Regions from separate parts of the Mus musculus genome. Here regions 2, 3 and 4 are each linked to region 1. Evidence: chromatin contacts called from public Hi-C, HiChIP or PLAC-seq and promoter capture Hi-C data. All regions are on one chromosome and are shown on one strand. Each heading gives the region's core, a stretch centred on a gene start, on an enhancer-like site or on the middle of the called end of the contact. The rest is flanking DNA. Distances are from core to core; before and after follow the strand shown. Region 1 holds the start of Ly86 (lymphocyte antigen 86). Region 2 holds the start of Eef1e1 (eukaryotic translation elongation factor 1 epsilon 1). Region 3 holds the start of Bloc1s5 (biogenesis of lysosomal organelles complex-1, subunit 5, muted). Region 4 overlaps Fars2 (phenylalanine-tRNA synthetase 2 (mitochondrial)).

The links. Promoter capture Hi-C pulls out the DNA fragments that hold promoters and counts their contacts. A called contact is a pair of places that touch in the nucleus more often than the background predicts. HiChIP or PLAC-seq counts read pairs in DNA pulled down with a chosen protein or histone mark.
Region 2: a contact with region 1 is called in a promoter capture Hi-C map of pre-B cells. The contact joins the promoter of Eef1e1 here to the promoter of Ly86 in region 1.
Region 3: a contact with region 1 is called in a Hi-C map of B cells, with 6 read pairs. The contact joins the promoter of Bloc1s5 here to the promoter of Ly86 in region 1. A contact is called at or near these places in 1 of 39 promoter capture datasets (pre-B cells) and 1 of 484 Hi-C or Micro-C datasets (B cells).
Region 4: an H3K27ac HiChIP or PLAC-seq map of acute myeloid leukemia shows a contact between it and region 1, with 11 times the contacts expected there. The contact joins the enhancer-like site here to the promoter of Ly86 in region 1. A contact is called at or near these places in 16 of 39 promoter capture datasets (3T3-L1-derived adipocytes, the HPC-7 cell line, HPC-7-derived erythroid cells and 9 more), 1 of 115 datasets of contacts at active chromatin or transcription factors (acute myeloid leukemia) and 2 of 9 other capture datasets (liver and macrophages).

What each region holds. Positions count from the first base shown.
Region 1 is chr13:37,343,345-37,346,886 of GRCm38.p6, reverse strand. It overlaps Ly86 (lymphocyte antigen 86), which reads right to left and starts at 1,542. Exons shown (of 5, transcript NM_010745.2): 1 at 1,313-1,542. The coding sequence starts at 1,448.
Region 2 is chr13:38,657,384-38,660,925 of GRCm38.p6, reverse strand. Eef1e1 (eukaryotic translation elongation factor 1 epsilon 1) reads left to right here and starts at 1,898. Exons shown (of 4, transcript NM_025380.2): 1 at 1,898-2,019. The coding sequence starts at 1,933.
Region 3 is chr13:38,633,300-38,636,841 of GRCm38.p6, reverse strand. Bloc1s5 (biogenesis of lysosomal organelles complex-1, subunit 5, muted) reads left to right here and starts at 1,750. Exons shown (of 5, transcript NM_139063.3): 1 at 1,750-1,906. The coding sequence starts at 1,801.
Region 4 is chr13:36,313,234-36,316,775 of GRCm38.p6, reverse strand. All of the region lies in intron 4 of Fars2 (phenylalanine-tRNA synthetase 2 (mitochondrial)), which reads right to left. Among named protein-coding and RNA genes, the nearest start is that of Gm40912, 110 kb to the right of the region's middle. Within about 2 kb of position 1,770, at least 38 of the 459 cell types and tissues checked have an H3K27ac peak or open chromatin away from gene starts, as enhancers often do. A contact at or near this core is called in acute myeloid leukemia, where this site is marked.

The sequences.
Region 1 (3,542 bases), core at 293-2,792:
CACTGCAGACAGTGTGGCAGCACATTATGTCCCCGTTCTTTCCCTGACAGACCCAGGTGAGTGAAAGGACACATGAGACTCAGTTACAATCTGAGGGAGAATCTTAGACATGGAATAGCCAGTCACATGAGGCTTAATGTCTCGGAAAATCAAATCCCAAGTAGTCCACGTGACCCAATCCGGCTGTCATCCTACTCCTGAAGTGAGCAAGTCCCCAGACGTCTAGGCTCCCATTTGTCCCAAGAACAGCAAGCATCATGAGGTCAGCACTTTCTCCACCCAGCGCGTCCTTTTCTTTTTCTTATTTTTAATTTTTAAAATGCACTTCAAGGTTCCTTTTAAAAGGAAATTTAAAAGAATCCATTGAATTACCCCAGAAACCAAAGTTGGGTGGCAGAATCCGGGCTCAGCTAGTTTGCTTTCATTTATTCTCAGCGAGCGGTGGGACCAACACAGAGGCTCAGAGTCTCCTTTGCATACTCTTCAGCTCATCTGTCCCGTTTCCCTACAGATTTCCAGGTTTCATAAATGTCTGCCTTTCCACAAGCCATTTGTTCTACTGCCCATTGGAAATCGATCCCAAGGCTCATTTTTCCTCGCTGTGTCATAGCGTCACAGAAGGAAAAAGTGAGGTGAGGTACCACATTCAGACTTTAGAACTAACCCACTCCTAAGTTCTGGTTCGTGGTGCCAACAGCGGGGCTCTCCCAGCCCAACGCGTCTCAGTATATGCCACCTCTCAAACAGTTGCACTGAGGTTAAGTTTCTAATACATGCTCCAGGACACAGGCCAACCACAGCACTCCCCTTCGCTGTCCTTGCCCCTGGGGAAACCCTGGCATTGGATGCTACTTCTGACGTGCTTGCTGCTTTAATGGGTGGCACAGTGCGGCATGACAAGAACTCTAGAGGGAGCGGCTGAAGGACAGAGTCTCTGACAAAAGTGACTTGATGCTCACCCAGTTTGCAAAATGGCTGAGGTGAAAAGCCAGCGTAGGCGCAGGATTTGGGAAGAAAAGCTTACTGATCACTTGTTCTTGGGGGAGAGGGCAGGGCTGAGCTCTTAGACTTCGTTCCATATCTAGACTGTTCATTTCTCTCTTTCTGTGGTCTTCGTTATTTTCAGAAGGCTCTTCCACTGTCCCTGGCCTTTCCCTCCTCACGGCTGCCAAGACAAAAGCTCACCGTAGCAGCAAAAAGCACGGAGAGGCTGATAACCTCATCCCTCGCCCATACTCACCCAGTGTTCGTATTGCCCACGTGTAGCTTTAATTTCCCCATAAGCACAAGCAGCCATTTCATAAGACCTTACCACAGCTCTGGTAGACTACTTCCAAGCCCCCACTGTTGCAGGCCGTGTGCTTGGGCCAACCATTTTCGCTGCCATGGTCACTGCTGCTCGGAGAAGTCAGAATCCACACAAGGAGGGCAGCTGCGACACCATTCATGGCGAGGGGGTTGTGTGTGCCCAATGGTAAGCCAGCCCAATAAAAAGACCTCCGAAGCTCGTCCTCCCCCTGAAGGAGTAGTATGTTCAGTTTCACTTCTCGAATACTAGTCTCTGGGAAATATACTGTGAGAAGACAAAGACAGACAGCGGGGAGGGGCATTTGAATACTGTTCCAGGGGGCTTTCACATACTTGAAATAGCAAGTGTGTGTGTGCGCGCGCGCGCGCATATCTCTGAACATGCGCATGCGCATATGGGCAGGTATGGGCTAGGTTGAAAGGTGACTTCTCGCTTTCACAGGAAGAGGTCCTGCAGGACTCTTCAGAACAGCCCCTTTTAGAATCTTTGTCCCCCACTGGAGCTGTAAACTCAGGAAAAATGAGCTTCAGGCCACCATGTGTTTTCTATCAGCGTACACCCCACTGATGTGAGTCTCAGAGCTGGCTAACGCCAGCAGGCACATGTGACATTTTGAGGGTGGTATACTAGAACTTAGGATCTGGAACCGGGTTTTTGGATTTGTTCTTGTCTGGCTTTGGCCCTGGGGTTGGGCCAGCGGAACAGGAGCTTGTCCTAGGAGCCCACACAGAGCTGGGTGGTGCATTCCCTCTGAGAAGTAAGCCATCTTCCATTTCTGGGCCAACAGCACCAGGAGGAAGGATTACCCTTTTAACATTTTTATTTTATTTATTTTTTTAGTGTATATCTGTGTTGTCTTTCTGTGTGTTTGCGTGTGTATGATCATGTGGAAGTCAGAAGGTAACTTTTGGGAGTCAATTCTCTCCTTTCTCTGTGGGTTCTGCGAGTGGCACTCAAGTCACCAGGTTTGTGAGGTAAGTGCTTTTACCCATGGAGACAGTTCATGGGCCCATGGCCTCCCTGAAAGGCTAGTTCAACTAGGAGAGGTGACTGACACCGCTTCTCACACAAAGATGCTGCCCTCCATGGACTCTTGCCGCTCTGCCTCAGCTTTCTTAATCCTAACCCCACTCTATGCAGTTCATCAAACTCACGGCCAAGGCCAGTGATGCTGCAGAGCAACAGGCAACACTCTTTCCCATGGCAGGAAGAGATGAATTATATCCCATTGAGAATGTACAATGTATTTTTAGAAGACTTCTCAATAAAAATATTCTCTCCTTGCATGACAGATGGCATTTTTTTCTATAACATGTAATGCAGCCTCGTAGGAAAAAACGAGCAAGCCACTCCCTCAAGGAGTTATGGGAACTCATTTTGTCAACCAAGAGCCAGGACTTGGGTCTGACGAGTGGTTTTTGGCTCACCTGTTTCAGAAATCAATCCATAATGGTGTCATCTTGAGTTCTGTTATGGTTTGGATATTAACTGTCACCCAGAGTTCCATGTGCTGCTAAGTTTGGTCACCTGCCTGGGGCACCATTGAGATGTGGTGGGACCTTTAATTTAGATCATCTTAAAGAGAATAGTGGAATTCTAACTCTTCGTATCCCTCCTTTTGCTTTGTTTTCGAGCCAACACAAGGAAATCAGGTTTCCTCCATGTGTAGCCCCACCTTAACATGGTCCAATCCAACCCACAGAAAAATGGGGCCACATGTCCATGCTCTGAAACCTCTGATGCTGTGGGGCAACACCAACTTTTCCTCCCTTTGTCTATTTACCTTAGGCACTCTCTCACAGTGACAGAAAGCTAGTATAAGTGCAGTGGTTTGAATACACATAGCCCCGCAGGCTCATGTATTTGAAAGAATAGTCAACATCAAGTGGAATTGTTTGAAAAGATCAGAAAGATTGGAGGTGTGTCCTTTTTGGAGGAAGTGTGTCACTGGGGGTGGGTGGGTTTTGAGGTTTTAAAAGCCCAGCCCCCCACCACCTCCCCCTGTCTCTGCTTACAGATCAGGATGTAGCTCTCAGATACTTCTCCAGCACCTTGCCTGCATACCACTGTGTTTTCTGCCATGATGATAATGGACTAAGCCTCTGAAACTGTAAGCCAGTCTCCAATTAAATGCTTTCTTTTATAAGAATTCTCTTGTTCATGGCGTCTTGTCACAGCAATAGAACAGTGACGAAGACAAGTTTTTAACTGGAAACTTTATAAAGAAAACAAA
Region 2 (3,542 bases), core at 649-3,148, 1.3 Mb before region 1:
ACCTTGAAATCTCTGCCAACAGTATTAATCCAAAGTCTTCAATTTAGGTTGGTTTTTTTGTTTGTTTGTTTGTTTGTTTTTTTAATTTTAGGACAAGGGCACAAGGGAGCTACTACATTCTTTGCTAAAATATCATAAGAATGGTTTCTTGGCCACTCACTAAAATTCCTCCCCTCTGAAATTTCTTGATCTGGGCCCCATAGTTCAAATCACCCTCAGCATTGTTTTCCATGCCCCTACTAGGAAGGTCCATTAAGTTTCACTTATAGCATCCAAAGACTTTTCTAGTCCAAGTCCCAAAGTCTTCCATATTCCCCCAATGTTGCGGCCGCCAGCAGCTCGCAACATGAACGGTTCGACTGAGAAGGCCACTCGAGCTGTAAGAGAGGAATCTAGACGGGGCGAAAGAAGAAACGGAGCTAAGACAAATTCATTCTGATCAAAGCTCAAATTTTATTGTTGCGACACTAGTTATAAAGGAAGGGGGAGGGGACCCAACTCCCGACGAATAATCTCTGGTCCAGTAGAAAGGTGCACCTCCGCAGGTTCTAGCAGTGGGCGTGGCAGAACGAATGAGCAGGAAGCTCCACCCCTGAACAAGCAGGTTTCAGGCTGGGGGAGGGGAGACTACACCCCAACAAACAGAATAATCAAGCCTGTCACAGCAACATCTTGGTTCCTGGTACCAGCTTCTGTCTTGGTCACTGTTCATTTGCCTATAATCACCATTTTTATTCAAACCACCACATAAGGATTCAACTTGTCTCAGTTAGAGTTTCTATTGTTGTAAAGAGACACCATGAGTTACTATTAACTTTTATAAAGAAAAACATTTAGTTAGGGCTGCCTTACGGGTTCAGAAATTTAGTCCATTATCATTACAGTGAGTCTCATGGCCCCAGGCAGGCAGACATGATGCTGAAGGAGCCAAGAGTTTTATATCTGGATCAGCAGGAGGCAAGGAAAAAAAAAAAAAAAGAATGCCACTAGGATCTGAAACCTCAAAGCCCACCCCCACTGCCACATTTTCTCTAACAAGGCCACACCTACTCCAACGAGGTCACGCCAATAGTGACACTCCCGGTGAGCATATGGAGGCTCATTTTCTTTCTTTTGGGGGGGGGGGAGAGGAGGGGTTCGAGACAGGGATTCTCTGTGTATCCCTGGCTGTCCTGGAACTCACTTTGTAGACCAGGCTGGCCTCGAACTCAGAAATCTGCCTGCCCCTGCCTCTGCCTCCCGAGTGCTGGGATTAAAGGCGTGCACCACCACGCCCGGTTGGGGGCTTATTTTCGTTCAAACAACCACAGATCTCAAGTTCCCTTGCTAGGTCACTGGCCCTTATCCTTATTTTAATTTAAGATTGTTCTATAATTTTCTTATTTGGAGAACTATTTGACGAGTTTGGGAATCAATGCTTTATATTTATAAAACAAATAATCTAAATTATTCTTCTGATCTACAATAGTTTTATAAGCATTGTAATGAATGATTCAATCTTTAAGATTCGGATACATTCAGCCAGGCAGTGGTGGTGCATGCCTTTAATCCCAGCATTTGGGAGGCAGAGGCAGGCGAATTTCTGAGTTCGAGGCTAGCCTGGTCTACAGAGTGAGTTCCAGGTTAGTCAGGGCTATACAGAGAAACCCTGTCTCAGAAAACAAAACTAAGATTCGGATACATTCTTCTGTGAAACTGTCTACACTCCGTGCTCTCCTCTGCCTACTGTGAGCAATCCACCGGACTCCGAATGTGGTTGGCCCCGCCCTTAATTACGAACCGCCCCCTGCCTTGAGCTGACTCCGCCCCTTTCGCGCAGGCGCGCTTGCCGTCCTCCCAGCCAATCGTGGGAGACATCTGTGGGGCCGGACTTCCTGCTCAATCAAGGTCCTAGCTGTGCAGGCCCCGCCTCCCTAGGAGCTGGGCCAGAAGATGGCGGCGGCCGCGGAGTTGAGGCTGCTGGAGAAGAGTCTGGGACTGAAGCCGGGGAATAAGTACAGTGCTCAGGGCGAGCGGCAGGTGAGGCGCAGCGGTAGGAAAGCAGCAGGGCGGCGGGGTGACCCGGAGCCTACGCGACCCGGCCGGGGCATCGGAATGGACTCCGCTCCCCACGTGCGTGCGGGGCGGGCCGCGTGGCTCGGTCTGGACCTCCAGGCAAATGTCACCGTCCTCCCCTCGGGGAGCAGAAAGCCAGTTCGCGGAGGCCTGGGCAGAGTCAGGGGTTCAGATCCCTGTAGGCGGCCGTTAGCCGTGCCTGGTCCTTTCATTCAGCGACCGCCTTTCCAGCGGCTGGCCGGGCGAGCGGTACAGATTCCTGGAAGCCGCCTGGCGGAGGGAACACGGAATAGGACCCTGCTCATTCTGGCGACACACCCGCTTGGATGTGCATTGTGCAGAGAATTGAGGAAGATTCCGGGTGTGGGGCAGTGGAATGCTTGGTGAGATAGAAGAATCCTGATTTCTTAGGGTGTAGAAAGTGAGTCCTTTGTAACTCATCATTTGCCGTAGAAAGATGGTACTAGAGGAAGAATGGTAGTGGGAAACCATAGAGTGTGCCTTGAACGGGATTCCAGATCTAGATGGCTTGTTCCTGTTTGGGCCCAAAGGTTTTGTTTTGTTTTGTTTTTTCCTTTAATGTCTAAATCGTAGCGGTATTGTGGGGTTCACAGTAACTTAATGTGGCACCTGGAAAGGTTAAATGACTTGCCTGCCGTAGGCTGCGAAGGCCATCCTCCCCAGAGGTGATGTGCTCTGTCCTCAGCCCAGTTTCCTTTGCACACCCTCTTTTTTGGCTTTGCCGAGACATGAGAGACAGTCTTGCTTTCAAGGCATGAGGGACAGTCACCAGCAATTAAGGGCCCAATAGGACAAGCGACAGGGGAGGAATACATTGAGGACAGTGGCACAGTGCCACAGAGGAGGTGGGATTTAAGCTTCAGTGAGAAGCTGGTGTTCAAGAGATTAGACTTGGAAGGATGTAGAAAACCAGTGAATTACTATGTAAGTTTGGGTCCAGTAAGCCACCCAAAACAGAGTAGTGCAATACAGAATAAACCCAAGTTCAGTCTTAGACCAAGTTCAGTTTGAAGTTCAGAGTTGGGTTTTAGTGCCTTGTGTAATGGAAACGTTTCACAGTGAGTCCCAGTTGAAAGTTTCTGGTTTTCTGTGAGTACAGACCAAAGACTAGAGATGAAATCACCGTGTTTCCTTAGTTGAAAACTAACCACAGTACACCAGCAGTTACGATGTGCTCAGCGAGATTCCCAATAATAATGACAAGGAACAGTCTAAGGATCCAACTGTAGGAGCAAGGTCCATTAGATTATGGTACATCAGTACATGAGGAAACTACTACTTATCCACCCGCTAGAAGTAGCTCACATCAGGACTTGGGGAGCTGAGAAAGGTGGATCACCAAGAGTTCTCGGCCAGCCTGGGCTAAGGACTCAGAACCTGCCCCCTCACCACCACCACCACCACCAACAACAACCCACCCCCAACCCTGCCAAACGTGATTGCTTTGAAGGCTACGGAATCCCAGA
Region 3 (3,542 bases), core at 501-3,000, 1.3 Mb before region 1:
TAACAGCCCCAAGGATTCCAGGAAGTTATTTCTGGAAGTTATTCCTTGGGCAAGGGAGGCTTACAGGCCTTTTTGTTTTATAATTCTAATGTTTTAAGCACAGTAATTTAAACTTAAAACATGACATTAATCCTCACAATCCATCATGTGGCATGTCTCTACTGAGAAGGCAGGAACTGCTGTGGCCCTTCTGACCTTAGGTCTCTTCATCTGAAAATGGAGATTTTCCTAAGTCAGCCCTTGTTCGAGTCTGTGTTCGCAGATTCAGTCATAGAAAGTATTTTTTAAATGTCACATTGTTGATGACAGGTATCATAAGTCAGCCGTAACTGCAAATCGGTACTGAGTACTGGCCTTGTCTTCTTGTTGCTATTCCAGAAGTAACAATGTATTGGTGAGAACAGGAAGTAGAAACTGGTGAAATAGAGCAGGAATTCCCAAGCCGTGCTTCCAAGAATGTCCTTGCCGGAGGGCAGGAATGCTGGGATCCAGAGAGCTCAGGTTCCGGCTTCTTTGCCTTCGCTGACGCTTTATTGGAAACTATCTGAAGACCCAATTCTATTTCCAAAGTGTTAATTATGGCAACTAGAATTTCTTTATCACAACACAGAGTTGGCAAATTTCAGAGGTGAAATCCAGAATCAACATTTAAAAAAAAAAACAAACAGCCACATTAATGTAAGAAAAGCATTCAATTTCACATATTGTAGTGAGTCTTCATGGTGCACAGTCATAAAGGAAATTATGCAAAGGGAAAGAAATTTTTTTCTACAATGCAGAAAAATGAATATGAAATTTCTTGGAAGTGAGGAGAATAACAAATGTCTTTGAAAACTATGATTTCTACATATTGATTAAAAAGCTAGGAAATTAAATTTTTTATTTGTCCTCCTTTGGGGGTTTACCATTTCTTCTGCGATAATCCCCCAATTCCTGCTTCACCTAGTTATTCTCTCCATGTCTCACTTCAAGACTGGAGACAAACACTGGTCTTTTCTGGGAAGTCTTTCCTGATCCCCTCAACAGCTAGTATCCACAGGTATGGAACGATTCCTCTTCCTGCCGTTTATGTCGCTTTACGTTCCTCCTTCAGACTGGACTAAGACCCTTTAGGATGACATTGTTCATTGTTCAGAAGAGAGTAGCGGAGGAAGCGGTCACAGCTGAGTCCTAAGGAAGAACCCCTGGATGATGAGGAGGTAAAAACCACTGGGAGGCCGTGCATTGCTCTCTTTGAAGCATGACAATTTGTTGAGAAAATGAACATTATGGAATATATCAAATGTCAGCACTTATTAGTCTAATTTAGGGAGACCATCTCAAACACCCAACCAAGCAACAACAAAAAACCTAAACAAAACAAAAACGAGTTTCTTAACCTCTAACCGTGTTGCTTTATTTGTTAAAAAAATTATGATCTGTCTCCTCAGGTTGCTATGATGACCCTAAGGTGACAATACATGTCAAAATGCTTTATAAAATAGTGGTGGCCAGTAACAATGTAGAAACTATGTATATACTACTACTGTTATTCTTCTGCTCGCCGCGCCTTGCTCCAACCATAGTGAGTTTAGTTCCTACCGGCGTAGGATGGGATAACCGAGAAACAAGTAATTTTCAAACACCTCCCATACGCAGATCATCTGCCCTCATCCAGCATGGCCGCATCGGCTACACTCCCGGCGCCTTCCCCGAACCCAACGACTCCGACGCCCTGTGATGACGTAACACCAGAGCGTCTCTCTCCCTAAAGGTCCGTGCCTGCGCCGTGGACGCCGCGGGTGGGCGGAACTGGTCGGGATGAGTGGCGGAGGCACCGAGACCCCTGTAGCGTGCGACGCCGCCCAGGGCGGCAAGAAGCGGGACTCACTGGGGACTCCGGGTGCGGCGCACCTCATTATCAAGGGTACGGAGTGGAGGGCGTGGTCCTCCGTGCGGGGTGGGGGCAGCGTGCTGGGGACCGCCCCTCCTGGTGCTCCCCGGCTCCCCTGTAGCCCTCAGCTGCCTGGCCCGCCTCGAGACGAAAGGTCCCAGCTCGCAGGACCCAGTTACGTGCAATGGGCGAAGGGCGCACAAGCGGAGAATGGGAACTAGTTGGAGCCCCACACGTAGTAGGGTGACTTCGGTCCTTCACCCTCTCGTCCTCTGTCCTCTGCGCCTTGGGGGTCATGCCAGGAAGAACACTTGGGAAAACGTCCTGAAACACAGCGCTCAGTACCATACAGTGTACCGGTCTGAGCTGTCCCCTTTCAGCCTTAGTAGATTTCGACCTAAATTATTACAATAACAACTAGCTTTAATTCCTAAACCTCAGAAGTCCCCGTTAACCGCGAAGAAGCCTCCAATTGCAGTTTCCACTGCTTCCCTCAACTCCCTGCTCAACCCGCCTATTCCACCAACTTTGGGCTACAGTCCTACACTGCCTGGAGAGTGGTGGCTTACCATCTGTGCGGTTCCCATTTTACTCTTACCAGATCTGTGGGCGGCCCCAGCTGAGCTGGCTGCGACTGTTTAAACTGTGTTTCACATTGTTTCTTAGGTTTAATTTGGGATCCAGTAGTATTGTGTGTGTGTGTTAAGACTAAGTTAGAATTCTTTCTCTGTGCAATCTCAGTGAAGATTAGTCGTTGTATGGCTGTTGTTGGGCCACCATGACTCCATCCGCAAATGTTTTTCATCTTGCAAAACTTTGTATGCATTAAACCATAACTCCTCATGCCACTGTGAATTTGACTGGTCCAGTGCCTCTGAGGACTTGGACAGCTCCACTCTCGGAAATAAGGCTGTTTTGAATATGAATATATAGACATCCTTCGGAGGTCCTGTGTTCAGTTCTTGGGACTGTATCTCCAGTAGTGGATTTTTGGGTCATTTGATTATTCTTTAAACTTTTTGAGGAGTTGGCATGTTCTGTATTTGCTATACCATTTTCTAGTCACCTGTCATCACCAACTCTTGTCTTTGGTACTAGTTATTCTAATGCGTGTGAGATGACACTCCCTGTTGTGATTTTCATTTCCTCTAATATTTGGTTAATGTGCTTAACTGACTACCCATTTTTTAGGTAGTCATCTAATATCCATTTAAGTCCTTTGCTCGTGTAAGTAGATTCTGTTATTGAGTTATAGTTCTTGATATATTCTTGAAAGGCAACTTTGCTGGCCGCTATACCATTAATGCTGATACACACGCGCACACACACACACACACACACACACACACACACACATACACACACACACACACACACACATCTGTCTCCTCAGTACCCATAGCAGGTGTTTGCAGGCATTTTTCTCACTTGCCTGGTTGCCTATCATTCTGTTGATTGTGTCTTTGAGGCGGAAGTTTTAAATTTTGAAGCAGTACTGTTTTTACTCCCCCAGTACTGGAAGCCAAGCCAAGGCCTCCCACATGCTAGACAAATACCATACTACTAGAGACTACATTACCAACTCCCTTTTCTGTTTTTTATTTTGAGACTGGTTCTCACTTTCACACTCAGGACCCACACACACAGCCTTCCCTTTATTAGGTACTAA
Region 4 (3,542 bases), core at 521-3,020, 1.0 Mb after region 1:
TGTTTTTCTATAATCACTCTTCAACCTCGTGTGTTCCACGAGAGCATGCAGGTGAGCACATGAGGGGAAGCAGCAGTGCGTTACCCTGACTACTAAACATGCTTTAAAGTGTTATTTTATGTCCATGGCTGCATGTATGTACGTATGTGTACCATATGTATTTCTGGTACCTGTGGAGGTTAGAAGAGCCTGTCAGACTCCCTGGAGCATGGGAGGTTGTGAGCCATGTGGGAAGTGAGATCCAGACTTGGGCCCTCTGTAAGAGTGGCAAGTGCTCCTAACCACTGAGTCATCTCTCCAGACAGTAAACATTTTTTTAATCTAAAAAAAAAATTAGTTTTGAATATTAAGAATGTGTAATAGCACATTACACATTCTTATAAGGTTGCCATACTCAGAAACCCCAGCAGATCTCTGTCAAGTACCTAAGTACTGACTAAGACAACAACTTACCCAAGGACTTAGTGTTCATTTTCTGGGCCTGAGGGCTGCAAAAGAGACTAGTGAACACAACTGGGTAATAAACAGTAGTTACCATGACAATCTCAGCCCACTGCCTCCCTAGATGCAGAAGAAGTTCTGGAACAGAAGGCCTAGAGGAAAAGCCAGGAAGGGGTTGGGGGAAGCAGCACCAAGAACAAGAATGCAAGAACACTACGGTTGCACTTTAATCATAAATGAACGCCTTAGATGTTCCTTCGCTCATCCCAAGTCATTCTTCAACCCAAGGCTAAGTGAACCTTCCTGGGACATCTTTCCACAGCCTTCTGGAGTAGGACAGATTCCCACTAACTGCTTGTTGTATGCTATTTGATAATCACTTAATGCTACAAATGGAAACCTCCTCTGAAGCAGGCACTGCTTGCTCTGGGTGTGAAATGTAAGTACATGGAAGAGCTCTGCTCCTTTCCCTAGTAGCTAATAAAGTCACTGCCTACCCTAGGCACAGAACTTCTAGATTCTGTTTCTTCCCTTATGAAAGAAATCATTTGTACTCCCTTATTCCCACCTCTGTCACCTGCTCTTGAGAACCTCACTTCTGTAGCTATGACTAGAGAATGAAAGCTGGAGGATGGTGATGAGTCAAGCCAAGGAGATCCCAGGCAGGACCGACAGTGGACCGGCTACCTTCCCATGGCTTAGCAGGACTGACGGTGGGTTGGCTACCTTCCCATGGCTTAGCAGGACCGATGGTGGACTGGCTACCTTCCCTTAGCTCCTGAAGCTTCCTGGAGGATGGCAATGAGTCAAGCCCGGGAGAGCCCTAGCAGGACCAATGGCGGGTCTTTCCCTCACTTCTGAAGCTTCCTTTAAAGACTCTCCCATAACCAACTCTGCAGTTTCCCCACTTCTGTGCTACTACTTTTGTGCCCAACATTGCTGCCTACTATGCCCCCTACTGGCTACTACTGTTTAACTCTTATTTGCTACTGAAAAAAAAAAAAAAACCGAACAAATGGAGGCATTAATTCCTAAAAAACAAAGAGACAAACAACAGGCAGCACATTTGCTAGGTGCCTTGCTTGGCCATCTCTATCGCAGTTGTGTTTTCCTTACATCTACTTCTGAAATCCCTAGCACTGTAACCTTCCTGAGTTCCCTTCAAAAATGGGAATGCACAGGTCCTAAGAGGGACAATCAACATAAATGACCTGTGAGAAACCCAAGAGGGAAGTGTGTTCTTGTTTCACTTCACTTTAATGCCTCTGAAACTGATTGCAAGACTGTACGTCAGCACATAACCACAGACAGTGAACTACCTTGGGTGGGAAGGGACAGACGTGAACTCTGACACTTACTCTGCTTCTGATCCAGCTGCCTCTGACTCCACAGGCCTTCTATTCATGAAAACAATTCAACTCCCCACCTCCTTCCATTTTTTACTTTAGTTGGCTTTTCACTATTAAAACTAGAGTGTTAATAGCCTATGTTTACTGTCCCCTGTTCTGAAACTTGTTTAACCAATATATGCAAAGGACCTGATTGCTGAGCATATATACCTGGCCGCAAGTCCCTTGCATGATATCTGGCCCTGACCTATCCCTAGTTTATTTTTGGTTCTCAATCAGCACTTGAAGTAATGACAGCCCTGCTTATCTTACTTTTATAACTTGAGGACCTAGAAAAAAAAACAATAAAAATAAATATGTACAAACAAAGCCTCGATGGTCTGAAAGACCAGAGAGTACAGATTTAATAAGGAAGACAGACCGCAACCTTGGAACATCGGCCCCTGAAATGACTCTGCATTAGTCAATCCCGCCTACTAGCCAATTCCTATGTTTAGGGGTGAAGTTCCTGTGGCAGTGAATTCCCCAAAGGACACGAGGGGAGTGGTGCTGCTCACTCAGGTTTACAACACACTTGGCCAAGTGCCTCGCTTTGTTTCTCTTTCCCCTAAAACATATTCGGAAATGTGAGGTAACATAAGCAATAAAGTCCTTCTATTTTAATTTGTGGCATATAACGAAGTTTCCTGTCTAGGCCTGTATTTTATTCTTTGTGGCTGAGGCATTATTTCTTAATTGTGTCTGCCCCTACAGTTACTTGGGAAAGTTGCCCATAAGTGATTAATTAGCTTTTTGATTATTATGTTTAAGAGTCTTGAGGACTTTAAGCATGTACACCTGAAAATTAAAATTTATCAACATTAGCATAATGAAATAAAATGATTTTATGTAACTATGATTTATATTTTTTCAGTAAGTTCGTTAAGCATAATTTATAGGTTATTTTTCCTCCCACAACTCCTTTTATTCTCTTCATTTCCACCTTCAGGGAAATTTCATATTTCTCTAATCCTGGCTTATATACAAAGTTTTCGTCTTATCACCTATTATATTGCTCTGTCTTCTTGTCTGTCCCTCCATTCCCCCTTTTCATTTGTTTTTAAGCAGAGTCCAGGCAATCCTTGGTAAGCTGTGGGGCACCTGAACCAGCTGGCTTCTCATTCTCCCGCAACATCCTGATGGCCAGCAGTTGAGACCTAGGATCAGTGACAGAGCCTGTCTCAAAGGAATGAGGCAGAGTGTGGGAGAGGAAACCAGTGCCCTCTTCTAGCCATGCAGGCATATAAAGGCGCATGCACTACCCACACATGTACCACACTTGTACAGATACACATTGGGAAATTTTGAAAATATAAGGCTTCAGGAAAAAATTAAAGGAGGCAGGGCAACAACAAAAATGCCAACAATACCAATTCAATTTGAACAAAGAAAACACGAATACAAGACTTTGCTTCCTTGTAAGAATTCTGTAAATCACAACCCTTTCTTCCCATCCATAGATAGAAATGAGTTAAACTCTCAGCCTGATGAGCTGGAGCGATGGCTCAGCAGTTCCCAGCACCTGCTGCTGCTGTAGAGAAGCCTGGTTCTGTTCACAGTGGCCACATCAGACAGCTCACACCTGCCTGGCACTCCAGTTTCAGGGGATCTGATAGTATCCTCTTCTGAGCTTCACTAATGAGGTACACATATATCCACTGAGACACACACGTGAACACAAAATATATAAATGTTAATTAAAAATCTCCTAGC